Linked DNA regions of Mus musculus: regions 1, 2 and 4 are each linked to region 3. Evidence: chromatin contacts called from public HiCAR-type and promoter capture Hi-C data. All regions are on one chromosome and are shown on one strand. The core of a region is the stretch at or near the end of the contact, and the rest is flanking DNA. Distances in the headings are between cores, read along the strand shown.

Evidence for each region. Promoter capture Hi-C pulls out the DNA fragments that hold promoters and counts their contacts. HiCAR-type assays count read pairs that join an accessible place to other places.
Region 1: a promoter capture Hi-C map of liver shows a contact between it and region 3, with 2.4 times the contacts expected there. The contact joins the promoter of Pigc here to the promoter of Cop1 in region 3. A contact is called at or near these places in 3 of 39 promoter capture datasets (liver, neutrophils and pre-B cells) and 1 of 9 other capture datasets (adipose tissue).
Region 2: a contact with region 3 is called in a HiCAR-type map of astrocytes, with 2.4 times the contacts expected there. The contact joins the promoter of Prdx6 here to the promoter of Cop1 in region 3. A contact is called at or near these places in 1 of 39 promoter capture datasets (pre-B cells) and 1 of 115 datasets of contacts at active chromatin or transcription factors (astrocytes).
Region 4: a contact with region 3 is called in a promoter capture Hi-C map of liver, with 5 times the contacts expected there. The contact joins the promoter of Angptl1 here to the promoter of Cop1 in region 3. A contact is called at or near these places in 2 of 39 promoter capture datasets (hippocampal neurons and liver).

The regions. Positions count from the first base shown.
Region 1 is chr1:161,967,296-161,970,449 of GRCm38.p6, reverse strand. It overlaps Pigc (phosphatidylinositol glycan anchor biosynthesis, class C), which reads right to left and starts at 1,262. Exons shown (of 2, transcript NM_001039045.1): 1 at 1,171-1,262; 2 at 1-210. 4930558K02Rik (RIKEN cDNA 4930558K02 gene) reads left to right here. Exons shown (of 7, transcript NM_001204904.1): 2 at 2,454-2,539.
Region 2 is chr1:161,249,195-161,252,692 of GRCm38.p6, reverse strand. Prdx6 (peroxiredoxin 6) reads left to right here and starts at 1,483. Exons shown (of 5, transcript NM_007453.4): 1 at 1,483-1,671. The coding sequence starts at 1,577.
Region 3 is chr1:159,230,453-159,233,924 of GRCm38.p6, reverse strand. Cop1 (COP1, E3 ubiquitin ligase) reads right to left here and starts at 1,725. Exons shown (of 20, transcript NM_011931.4): 1 at 1,075-1,725. The coding sequence starts at 1,487.
Region 4 is chr1:156,837,588-156,841,098 of GRCm38.p6, reverse strand. It overlaps Angptl1 (angiopoietin-like 1), which reads right to left and starts at 2,076. Exons shown (of 5, transcript NM_028333.2): 1 at 1,862-2,076. The region is part of intron 8 of Ralgps2 (Ral GEF with PH domain and SH3 binding motif 2); the gene reads left to right.

The DNA.
Region 1 (3,154 bases), core at 13-2,512, 2.7 Mb before region 3:
ATCTCATTCTTTCCTCAAATCCAGGTTGGCTCAATCTCCCTCAGGGACGTCCATGGGGTTCTGGTTCTTGATAAATCTGTAGATTAAGAACTCTCTGGAAATGCCATGCTGATACCCTACAGAACTTTCCTTGTTTACAAAGCCTTCAGTACAAGCTGAGCCTGCATTAGATGAGTTTGTCCTGAGGGTCAGGACAACACAGCTAAATTCCTAGAAGAGAGAACTGTAAATATATGGAAGCTGGCATCAGATACAATAAAAAACAACTTGGCTTACTGAAAGCCTAGATAAATTGTGTCTGGTGACATAATGCGGCATTAAGCCTTCACATTTTAAAGTGTAGTCTTAATAATTGATATCTGCATCTAACTCAGAATGTTAAATGTCTTATGCACCTTCTTTAACTGTCACAGCCTTACAAGTTAATACCAGTTATGAGTTTACCTAATAAGACATCTGAGTTTCAAAACAGTAGAGTATTTAGGTCCCAGGCTAACAGCGTGGAGCCAGACCTCCTACAAAAGTCTAGTGTCAAAGTCTCTGCTTCTGGTCGTCCTTCTCTAAGCCAGTCTTAACTTGGGCATTCATACACTCTAAGGTTTATACTATTTTTGCATGATTATATTTGCAACTTACGCAAATTTATAGGGACAGAATCCATCCATAGCCGTTACTAGGTCCCCAAAGGTATCTGAATAAGTTATCGGTCGAATGACAATAACCTGCACCGTACAAAAGGGCATGATCTCTCTATAGTTTTAGCCCAAACCAAGAACTCAAATCTTTTTTGTTCATTAGCTGAACTTACTATCCTTTAAAGTGCTATATCATCCTAATTAACTGAAACAGCAAAACTCTAGCGCAGGATCAAGAAAACAATCATCCCAGTCGTAAACACAGAGGTCATTCAGCAAATTCGAGAAAGAACTTCCTGCCGGACCGTCTGTATTTTTCGTGGAGGCTAGGATAGACCTTTGCTTTAAAAGCCGTACACCCTGGAGTCGGCCCTCACGCACTGGGACCTCGGGATTTGAAAGGTCCCCGTCACCGGGCGGCGAAGGGTCTTGGGCTACCACTCACCCAACCGGCCTGCCCCGCCCGCCGCTGCCGACCCCCGCCCCAGCCTTGGATCAGCCGGAAGCGCTCACAGCGAAGGACGCCGGAACCCACCTGCACCAAGCTCTTTAGGGGGGTGCACGACCGAGAAGAGCGGCCGCCTAGCTACTTCTACATCCGGGACGCCGGCTTGGAAGGGGACTACTGTGGAGGAGCACTTCCGGATCCGCAGCACTCGGCGGCCAAAGCGTCCCGCCCCGAGACTCCACACCGCGAGGTCACTGCTGCCCTCTACTGATTGCTCCTCTCCTGGCAATCTGCTCCTAGTGGAATGCTAAGCCTGGGAAGCAAATCCCTCAGTGGGAATTACTTCACAGGGTGTGGAAGGCAGGAGAAGGCAGGAAGAGTCGCGGGGCTGGTGGAAGACTGGTAACTGCAAGGTTACCATGACATGTGTTGACAGGCTCTCAGCCAAGGGACTTTCCATGCATCCAAACCCTCCTCCTATAGGTGCCAAACCAGGCTTCTGGTATTCACCAAAAAAAAAAAAAAAAAAAAAAAAAAAAAAAAAAAAGGGGGGGGGAGTCGGGGAGATCCCAGATCTCACATAGCATCCTGTGCGTTGACTTGCACAGAGACGATGCGATCATTAGTTTGTTTTTGACCAAAGTCAGGCAGCTGGTTAGTAATTGCAAGTAGATCAGAAATATCCAAATGTGGATGGCTCCAAAGCTGGATCCTTTCCTAGACTTTGCCACCTAAAAGAGATGAGGGTGGAGAGCCTTTGGGACGAGAGATTGCTGATTTTCAACTGGGGTCTTGGAAGTGTCACAGGATTTATAAATAGATGGAAGCTCGAAGAATTTAAAATATAGAGACTGTTAAATAGTGTGGACACAGAGGCAGAAAGCATGAACCCATTTATTCATATTCACACTATCTGGGCTTTGAATTCTTTGTCTGTAAAAGAAAGAAGGCGCTTATTTGTTCTTGGCCACCTTATGGAATGGTTGGAGGACTCTCGTGTTAAAATAGTTTGCAATGTATTGATTGCTGTGTGGTTGCTGTTAGCTTACTTTGCTTATTGTAATACCAGCACTGGTCAAGTATTTTAACTTTTTTTTAATATTTTGTTTTTAATTATGTCTACATATGTGCTCCTGACTCCAGGTGTCTGTGGAGGTCAGAAGAAGGTGCTAGGTCCCCTGCCGCTATAGTTACAGGCAGTCATGAGCTGGCTTGTGGGTGCTGTCAACTAAACCTGGCTTTTCTCCAAGAGGAAGGAGTGCTGTTAGCCACCAAGGCATCTCTCTGGCCCTGTGACTCCCTTTAAGATTTAGTCTTCGGAAGTGTGATAAACTCTGCAACCTGATCTCTTTCCATTTCTCTCTCTGTAGGCTTTTGTTCCAAAGTTTGACAAGATTCCTTGGCTGAGTGAGGCCAGCCTGGTAAACAAACCATTGATCCTGAGCATCCCCAGAAGGTAACTTCCCAGCTTCTGAGGACAGAGCCTTCGAGGCAGAGCTCAGTGGTTGTACTCTTAAGGTGGAGAGGTGCATGTGCCCTGTTGAGAAACCAAGTCGAATGCAAAAAAAAGAAAAAGAAAAAGAAAAAAGAAAGAAACGCCCTGGGTTTCTCAGACAAAGGTTATGCTATGTAAAGGCCTGGCTAGAAGAAATGAGAGCCGCCATAACCTTCATTTCTGCGTGTACTATTCAACCACAGACACTGTAACTCAAAACACTTCCATAGTTTCCCCCCACCCCGCTTCAATTTCTAGTCTTCGAATTCTAATTATCAATAACCTAGAACTATAACACGCCATCTTTATAGAGTAGCAATAGCTGTATTTCACGTGGGGCCTCCTCCAGTTTCATGGGTCGCTCATGCCCTCACAAAGCCAATAGATAACACATTTCTGATTTTGAAAACTGAGGATTTATATGTATGGGGCATTTCAGCTTCTACTTAAAATAATTAAGTTCTTCATTCAACACCTCCCCGCCCCTTACAGTTAAGTTGTCCCTGGGTGTGGTGATAAATCTCTGAGAGAAATGTAGGTTGTGAGATGATGGCGGGAAATAAGGAATCGGGGATG
Region 2 (3,498 bases), core at 234-2,733, 2.0 Mb before region 3:
CTTTCAAAACAGAAGGGTGGAGTCAAGCTAGAGATTAAGTTACCTTAACTTTAAAACGCATGGCAGTAATCTCTGTGAAGCAGGCAAGACCAGTATGCATGCAGACACAAAGACAGGGCTTATCACCATGATGAAAACGCAGGGTACAGTGGGTCGCTGCACTCAGCACCGCCACACGCTTTCCTTTAAATCCGTTGAGTCTGTTCCAGAGGATTCCTCACACCGAACAACAAACACTCACAGCTCCCCTGTCCATATCACCTTACATGATATCATAACTGCACTTTTCCTGTAAGAGCTGGGACTATGTCTCACATCAGGCCTCGCACGGTGTCTAGCTAGCAATAAGGAAAGTGAGAGTTACTGCGTGAATTGTGTCATCTAATAATAGCTACCACTCTGAGAGCACCTGCCATGTTCTAAGTAGTCTACTGTCCTGCAGGCTTCCCCAGGCTGGGCCACACAATCTGAAGCTGACCTCCAGGTAGCCTCACTTAACTTACATAAACTCGCTTTAGTTTCTCCAGCTAGGACTCGGGGCTTTCTAATACATTGTCCTCCACCACACCTTAGCGCTGGCGATTGGACCTAGGGCCTCCCACACTCCAGTCAAGCATCCTGCCGCACACCTGCTTCCTCATTCCCCTTTATTTTGAGACAGACTCTAAGTTCCCCAGGTTGGCCTTGAACTTCCTCTGTAGCTCAGAATTTACAGTCCTTCTCCTTTCTCCAGAGTAGTTGGGGTTTCTGGTTTGCGATCACCAGGCTGAGCTTCTAACAGATTCTGGTTTCTGTGCAGAATGTCTGCCATCTGTCTCTAATAAGGGCAGGCATCTTTCTCCACTTTGTGCTTAGGAAATAGGAAGTCAGTGGATCAAAATGTCCCATTTCTTCAGGTGGGAATTCACTTGCATACACTCGATCTCAAGAAGCCTGTTGTGAAACCTATATTTAAACTTTAGGAATAATGTGTTGAGCATTTTATAAGGAACTCCAGGAATGGGGAGGCAAAATTTAAAAAAAAAAAAAAACGGTTCTTTCCATTGCCCTCTTATTGACATTGGTACAGAATGTTTGCTGCAATAAGAAAGCCACTTCCTCTGACTTAGCCCACGTCACAAGTCTGGTTCTTGCCACATCCTGAAAAACTTCTGAAACCCAGGTTGGCTGAGTAGTCAGTCATTCAGCCAACTACTAGATGCTCATAGTAAAAGAGGGCTATACCCCAAGACCTCTAAATTGTAAGTCCAACAGGGGTGAGAATGTCAGAGGATTTGCGCTAATTCCGCCTTCTCCTAGAGCATCTTTGCAGAGCCGCCAGATCTACAAGTCCCCGCAATTCTCGGTCTTGCGCTTCCTTCCTATTGCACGTGGCCTTCTTTAGCTCCAGAATCTCCCTTGCCTGCAAGCTCCACGTGAAGAACCGCAGCCGCCAGACTCGCGGTCGCCCCACCCCGCCCCAGCCCCGCCCCAGCCCCGCCCACTCGGCCAGCACTGATCTAGGTCTCCGCAGGAGCCCGCCCGCTGCTCACTGCTGCGGCTGCGCCTCCTTGTTCTCAGCGTCACCACTGCCGCCATGCCCGGAGGGTTGCTTCTCGGGGACGAAGCCCCCAACTTTGAGGCCAATACCACCATCGGCCGCATCCGCTTCCACGATTTCCTGGGAGATTCGTAAGTGGCCACCGCGTTGCCCTGCCAGGTGACGGGTCCCCAGAGCTACCTGCCTCGCTTCTTTCCGGGTTGCGCTCGGCCGCGGCGGGTCTCTGGCTTAGCCCCTCACCGGTTCCCGCACGTGCCCGCCGCCGGGGTCCTGCCGAGCATCACCGGGCATTGCTGGGGACCTGCGACCTCTGCCCGGCCCTACGCCGATCAGCGGATCCTTCCCTGACCCAGCGTGGCTGGCCTGGCATGGGAAAGGAGGTCCTTGCCGAGGACGGTTTGTTGTCTGTTTAACCTGGTTTTGTAAACAGTGTTGGGTTTGTGTCGGGGTCGATCTGAAAGCCCAGGGGAGGTGGGGCAGGGTTGCTCGGTGTTTGAGGTCATTTCCCGGGACGCTTGCCCAGGGTCGCACTGCCCGCCCTCCTGCCGCTCTAGAAGTTGTACCTTGCGGAAGGTGGGTGCCTAAGGTCAAAGTTAGAGCACACAGCCACAAATTAAGGGCTGTCCCGACGTTATCTGGGTTCCTCTTAACTTCGGGGAGTGTTTGCGGACTTCTGAATTAAAAAACAAAACAAAACTACGGTGCCAAGTAAGTAGCCAAAAGACTTTTTGTCCAGAGCCTCCTTCAGAGGTCAAAAATAAGATTATATGTAACAGCTTTGGGAGCACCCAGAAACACTCTGTAGGCGTGACCGTGATTCTAGAAGAAGCAATGCTTTGAGGGAAAGGCTGCGACCATTTTGCCACTCTAGGCCATTCCAAGGCTAGGACACGTGTGCCTCCCCACTTGGAGACTCTTTTGTTTCCCAGTGGTCCCCTCCCCCTCTGCTTTGCATCAGCGCCTGGCCTTGCTGCTGATAACAACAGTGGTGGCCACAGTGGCTAGGTATGCACCGATTTTGTCTTAGTTTTACAGCTCCTGAATGCACACATTGTAAGATGCTTAGTTTCAGTCCGCTTTTTGCATACGCGTCAGGCTATGTTGTGGTTCTGGAGTTTCAGTGCCCAATGACACTGAATAAACAAACTCTTGGGTCTGTCTGTGTCCTTTTCGTATCTAGTATGTATGTATGTATGTATGTATGTATGTATGTATGTATGTATGTACGTGAGGACAGAGCAGTTTATGAAACTACTCCGTGACCAGGCAGGAAAGGAAGCATTAGAGAATCTTTCCTGAGGTGAGTTTGGCTCCTCCTGACTAAGGGGAAGCAGAGCTTTTAAAAGAGAAAGGTAGACTAGAAGAAGTAGCAAATGGAACCCTCAGGCCTTGCAGGAGAAAAGTCTAAAAATAAGCATGCCAGCCAGACTCATCACTCAAAATCTAGTGTTAATATTTATCCAAGACTGCCAACGATTTACACAGTGTTCCTTCCCATTCCTGTCTGCAGCCCACACCCCCAGGAAATGTGAGGGCTTGCTGGAGCGCTTCATCTGTAAGGATGAGAGATAAATATGAATCTAAAGCGCGTGTGCTGTGAAGATAGCCACACTATAGAGTCGGGGGCGGGAATCTTAGGGATTGTTTATTGATCTAGATCTGGATGCAACTGTTTTATTCCAGCTGCTGAGGAGACAGTTGGGAAGATCCTAACTTCAAGGCCAAGCCAACTTAGTGAGGCTTTGTCCCTAAATAGCAACTAAATAAGCAGATGAAGTGGCATCTTAAGATGAGGTAAATTTATGAACAAACATAAGTCATGATACGCCTGCAATAACCGAGAAGGACTTTTCCACCCTGTGTGTCATTTCTAATACAAGGGATTTGACTAGTGTTTCCAAACTCTGTTCTGTAGATGATCGCAAGTCAGTTTGCCCCTGACAGACTCAAAGATCCTT
Region 3 (3,472 bases), core at 476-2,975:
ACCTTTCTCAATGGTTACAATCTCTAAGCTTATCATCTTTAATAATACCATTTAAGCCCATCTTCTACTGTGATCTGAACTAACTTCCCCAAGCATGACTGTTCAAGCCAACTTCCTACATCATTAAGTCAAACAACAAGTTCCTTCTTAGGAAAGGCCCAGAATTCTACCAGTTTGTGAGCAGGAAATCTTCATTAAGCTCTCATAATCTTACCAGTAATATCAAAACCCAATTAAAATTCAAAGCATTCTTCAAGACAATCAGATTCATCTTTTGCTTAAAGTCCCTCTTAGATGCCAAATGCCTGAATTCTACTGTGTCGCTCAAGATGCCAGCTGTGATGCAATGACTGTAAAAGCGTTTCTCAAGTCAGAGATTCCAGTGTATACACAGCGCTGCGATCGTTCCATACAACACAGAAACACTAAAAATGTGTTTCCCTTTTTCCAACAGTTGAAACCTGGAATTGGGTGTGAACAAACTTTGACTACAAAATTATTAACAGTATTACAAGTGTCCTATCTATTCAAATTCATATTCCAACGCAGGATGGGCAAAAATAACTTCGTAAAGCATCACCAACCAGGTTTCGAGCACCATCTACTTTTTTACAATATAGTGTTGACCAGCAATCCCACACCTCAGAATCACCAGGCACTAACTAGTCTTCTACCTCCGAAAATCATGAACTACTCCTGACTGATACTTCGTCCACTAGATGGCCAAAAAAAGAAAGAAAACAAAAACAAAAACCAGAAGGGATTTAACCTCCTACCCCGAATACTTCCTTTCTAATAACCACTTACTGGACCTCCATCTTTATCCTTAAGCACTCCCTTAAATGCCTTCAGTTCCTGGACACCAGCACCCACTTCTGTGCAATCCCATTTCACCACTTTGCCTAAGGATCCCAGTCCAGCTCCACCTCCCAACCGGGAACCTTAACTCTGCAAACACTCAACTCTCTAGGTTCGAATCCCAGCACCTCCAACAGGCCTCCCTCCACGGGACCCCGCCAGGCTCAGCAGCAGAAACTCGTGGTCATGCACGCAGGGGCTGCTATGCAAACCCACCAGACGAAGTCGTTGCTTTTGTCCTCGTAGGAGTTGAGGAGCCCGTTACAAAGCGGGACGAGCAGAGGTCGCTTCCTACTGCTACTGCCGAGGCTGGAGCTGCTCCCTCCAACGCCGGCGCTGGGCCTGGCCGCGCAGCTGAGCCGGGACTGGCCCGCGGACACCGCCCCGCCGGCGCTCGCGCTGCCAGACACCGCGGCCGCCACCAGCACAGGCCGCCCCGGGCCGCCGAGGCCGCCGGAGCCCGCGGCCGGAGCCACGCCGCCGGACACCAGCGTCGCCGCCGAGGCCGCCACGGACGGCGGCGACGGAGACGAGGATAAGGACGAGGAGGCGGAAGTCACCGAGGAGGCGGCCGAGGAGCCGGGGCTCGTCCCAGCGGAACCCGAGCCGGCCTGGCGGCTACCTGACATCGTGACTCCCTCCCTTGGCCCTGCGCTCCGAGGCGAGGGCCCGGACAGACCGCGACCCTCCGCCGCCCCCGGCGCTCAGCTCCCGAGCATCCTGAGGACGCGCCGGGAGACGGGCCGGGGGAACAATAAAGTTAGGCTTCCCACCGCCGCCCCGCCGCCGCGTCCTACGCGAGGGGGCGGGGGAAACTATCACATCCGAGGAGCCATGACTGCCGAGGAGGCCGCCGGGGCAGCCAACCCGGGCGCGCCGAGGCGGTCGGGCTTGCGCATGAGCGGCGGAAGGGGCGGGGCAGCGGAGCAGCTGCGCGCGCAGGCGCCGGCGCCGGCGCCGGGCTGTACGGAGATGCCGAGCGTGTAGTTCTCCGAGTGGAAAGCTGATTTCCTTTCTGACGTAGTAGAGAGATGGCCGTTTTCATGGAGCCAAAGGGTGGAAGGGGAAAGGACGGGGAATCTGGTCTAGTGGACCGGGAACGCTCGAAAAGCAACTGCTTAAGCGTGCCCCGGGTGGACGCTGGCGGATTGCCCAGCTAAAACTGCGGCGGTACGGAGCAGTGGTGTTGCGCATGCGTGTGAGCGAGCGCGCATGCGGCTATGGATTATTATCTGGAAAATACTAAGCTCACTTGTGTTCTCTTGCGGCTTCGCGCTTTTTCCCGATTGTGTGGCAGGAATATAATTTGTTTTCGTTTAGATTTTTTTTTTCTGTTTAGATTTTGAAGTCCTGTTAGGAGGAGTAAGGGGCCAGGGCAGTGAAAAAGGGTTACAAGCCTTAGGTTTCAATCTGAAAGAGCCACAACGTGAGGACTTCCCCACGTTCTGACTCAGGAGAGGCGACACCCCAAAATCACCAACGAGAAACGGTCTTGCTGCAAATTGCAAGAGGATTTTTATTCAAGAGCGCTCTCGGCCCACGGTCATACACCACGCAGGGGTAGAGGACCGTGGCGCCCCGAGTAGCTGGGTTAGGGGGTATTTAAAGGAAGAAACCACAACTTAAGGAGGTGGGAAGGGCGTTGTTGGAAAATACCAAAAATACCAGTTAAGAGTCACAAGGAAGTACAAAGTCACAAGTGTCAGGTTATCTCTCAAGACAGTTTCTAAGAGCCCCTAACAATCTAAGAGCCCCTAGCAATAGCACCTTTGCATAGTGGGTTCCAGCAATGGTCAGGGTGACTTTCTTTGAATTAACACTCTTTGAACCCAGGAAGCTGATGGGTGGAGGAATGTTGATATCTGTTTTATGATTAGCATACCTTGGAGCATTGAGTCACAAAGGCAAAATTCCCAAGCCTGGGCCCAAAGGCCTAGAATTTTGTCTTTATTACTCTTTCAAATCAAACATTTTATAGTACCAGAAATTATTTGCTTCTTGTCCCTGATGTCACTTATCTAAATTATCTCCAACCTTTTGTAAAACCTCATTGATAACTCCGTCTTTGTTGGCATTGAAGCAGCAATACTCGCCTAGTTCCCCTGGGAAATGAAAACTAAGTCTAAACCTGGCCGGTTTAGGAGGACAACTTTTGTCAGAGCCTCTGTCTGGACATGAAGCAGATAGAATTCAACGTGTCTGATGTCTACCAGTCTGATGATGCATCTGTTGTAGGCTCCTTTATCCTCTGATTAGGGATACAGTACTTAGGGCTACTGTCCTTATTCCTTCTGTCACTGGACCACAGAGAGCGGCAACCCAAGGGGGAATAAGAGATGGGCACCTTATGGTCCTGGATAAGCATACACTTGGAGTATATACATAAAACTGGATTATTATACACATTCCTAAGTGTTGGGAATTAAATCGCTGTAAATTTGGAACAGTTGTTAGAAACTCTGTACTCGTGAAATAATCCACGCAATATAGTTACTGATAATCACACCAATTAAGCATATTAAAAGTTTTAAGTCCTTTTTATTGATGGCCAGATGGAGAGTGGTCTCATATCTTTGAAAAGTCTCTTGGTGCTCTAGTTGAGGGGTACAGAGTT
Region 4 (3,511 bases), core at 827-3,326, 2.4 Mb after region 3:
AAATACTTTCTAGAATGAAATAAGCTACCAAAACAAGGGAACTTTTAAATTAAAAGCTTGAGGAATATTTGGGGTGTTGGTCTACTCTGCCTTGAGTCACTATGGTTCGTAAAATCAATCATAAGATTTAAGATGGTGTTCAAAGCTCCTTCCGGTCGCTGTTTGTTCTTTGCTTCCTTGTTCCATCAGTGATGAGCGCATTGTCTCTTTAATTGGAGTTAAGAGACATCTTTAAGTAGTAGACTAGATATAAGCGAAGAATTGATTTTTAAAATTTGTTCACTCTCACATTGTCTAAAAATACTTTCTTATTTAATGTTTCCCACGTATGTTCAGTGAAAGCGCCATAGATATGTCACCTCGTAACCCTTCCTATTTATGTTGGGTTTCTCCTAGGTCTCAGGGGAATGTGGAAAATTAGTTACAGTCACTCAAGTTTGAACTGCGCCTTTGCCTGGTGGGTTTTAGAAAAGGGGTAAAAAAGCTTGTGCACTTATATTCATATTCTTAGTAGTATTTCTCTGTACTGTATTGCCAGCTATAAGGAGGATAAAAGCTGCCTTCCCTTCCCTTCCCTTCCCTTTGGCTGTACCCTGCACTGAGAGAAGCCAAAGGCATTGAAGTTAGCTGAGGAGCACTGACTGGCCAGGTGGAAGACCTTCCTAAGAATAGCCCTGGAAATGTCCCCAAAATAGACAGACGTGATCATTTGTGATTCGTTCGCACGCACACAGACACACACGTGCATTCGCTCTGTGAAATGCCTGCATAGGTGAGTGAGACTTGCTTTCATCGTGGCAGGAGCCACGGAGATGATGGTGTTTCAGATGGAGTATGATTTCGAGATTTTACAGACTCTCCTGTAAAATACGTATTTAACAGAGCTCAGAGTTGAGAGTTTTAATGTTTAAGCAAAGTTGAAAAAACAAAATCTGAACATTACTATTATTTGTTTGTTGAAAATTCCTACCACTAAAGATTAAAAGTCAGGGAATCCTCCCACCATAACCGCTTGCTGTCTTTGGTGTTAAAGCTTGCTGTTGGTGAGTAGCAATTTCATAATTCTCATGACTAACCAAGCCCCCCAATAGAATGTTGAGGGCATGCTCCTGCCTCTTAGGGACAGTTAGGAAGGTTATTTTATTTTTATTTTTTTAAAACAGGCTTTTGGCCTTGCCAGTTTTTCTTCAGTACTGACATTTTCTGAGTTCATATGCTTAATCCTGGTGACCCTGACAGGTCTCAATCCTGACCTTGAAGGAGGTTTTAATTATTGTTTGTATCAATATTACTTTTCCAAGGAATTTCCAGCTTTAATCTGTTGCTGAAATGAAATTTCTGTTGTAGGAAATTGTTTAAAATGATTAATCATAACAAGAAATAACATAGATTAACAAAGACTCAGAAGAGTTTTGTTCAGTTGTAACTGAGATTCTGTTGCAAGCATTCAGCTGACCAGCTCTTAGCTTTGTTTTGTAGCCATACTTTGAAAATCGCAGTAGTTGGTGCACGTCTTTACACACACACCAGTGTTCAGAAGAGAAACTCACCGCGCTCACAGTTGTTTCCTTTATCCTACATCCTTCGCTGTGTAAGCCTTAGGCATTTACTGAGTTACTTGTAAAATTTTGTAATGTCACTAGAGCATTTGTGTTTAGAACCCAGCATGTATGTCTCAATCTGTAGTCACATATGAAGCACTTCATGACTATTTTTACAGAAAGATGCAAAACAAAACCTTCAGATACAAATTGGCAGCATCTTCTAAAGTTCCCTGAGAAATCTCTTACTTTCTAGTACAAAGGACAATGATGCATTTGACATAGAATTTTGAATAAATCTAAGAGAAATATTAAAATACCTTTGTTGTCTGTTGAAAAAAGCGAGTCCGTGAACGTGCGTCCTTGCCCTTGCTCTCTGAGATCAGTGTAGAAGTTTGTTCGGCTTTACTTCAGAGGTAACTGCGTTTTTTGCTCTGACCGGTGAATCCAAGGAGTAAGGAACTTCTTTTCACAGCACTAATGGACTGAGTTTGCTGGGCCACCTATGTAACTTGGGGCTATCTGTGGACTTCTCTAATGCAGCAGAGAAGGTTCTGTGCCTGTGCTGTCTGCTGCATGGAAATGTGCAGAAACCAGCCGCAGCTGACAGACTGTCCACACAGTCCGAAGAGTGATTCCCTCTCGTTCTCAGTAGACTCAAGTTCAGCCCACATATTACGTCATTAGAAAAGAGCTGGAGCCAGGAGAGGGGGTAGGAACCTCCTCCTTAGGATTTCCTCTCGCTGCCGAGGTGGGGCTGGGGGAGCTGGATCAGCAGGAGGCTGAATAGCTCTAACAAGGAGAGATTGTGTGCAGGTTGAAGGAAGGGCACCATCTGGAAACAGGCTATCATAGTTCAGCAGGCAATTATAAAATAAACATTTTAGTCTGCCTGCCACAGAGCTTTTGAGTTGGAAGAGAGAGAGAGAGAGAGAGAGAGAGAGAGAGAAAGGAAGAAAAGAAAAGAAAAGAAAAGAAAAGAAAAGAAAAGAAAAGAAAAGAAAAGAAATCCACTTTAGAAGTAGCTGCAGGCTGTAAGGAGCTAGACTTTCCCCAGAAGCAGCCACCTAACAGTGCTATTCTGACAGCCTCCGGGACGCTTAAAATTGTAAGTAATTGTGTAATGTTTAAGAGAAAATTGCTTTTATTAGCTTGACCTTTAATCTCAGCACTCGGAAGGCAGTTGAATCCCTATGAACTTGAGGCCAGCCTGGAATACACAGTGAGCTCCAGGCCAGCCAGGGCTAATAAGTGAGAATCTGACTGAAGAAACACACACACACGCACACACATGCACACACTGCAGACCAGCCAGGGCTAGTGAGAACCTGACTCACACACACACACACACCCCTTGTTTTTATATGTAGTCACCTAAAACAAGGGAAACTGGTAAATCTGGTGAAAGAAAAATCTTAAATTCTGTAATACATAATTGATGCTTTTTCTGATCTTAAGTTCTGTGATAGGTAATATACTTGCCTATAAAATTATGCCTCCTGTCCTAGCTAGGGTTGCTGTTGCTGTGAAGAAACACCATGACCAAAGACAACTTAGGAAAAGGTTGATTTGGCTTACACTTCTACATCACTGTTCATCACCAAAGGAAGTCAGGATAGGAACTCAAACAGGGGAGGAACCTGGAGGCAGGAGCTAAGGCAGAGGCCATGGAGGAGTGCTACTTACTGGCTTGCTCAGCCTGCTTTATAGCACCCAGCCATAGGACCACCAGCTCAGGGGTGACTGGGCCCTTTCACATCAATCACTAAGAAAATTTCCTCCAGGCTTGCCCTCAGCTGGATCTCATGGAGGCATTTTCAGTTGAGGCTTCCTCCTCTAGCTTGTGTCAAGATGAGTTAAAACTAGTCAATTCAGTGTCAATTGTCAAAATAAGGTGGTGGTTGTTGTTGTTGTTGTTGTTAGTTGATTGGTATCATTTAAAAACAAACACAACCCTGAATTAAAAGAAA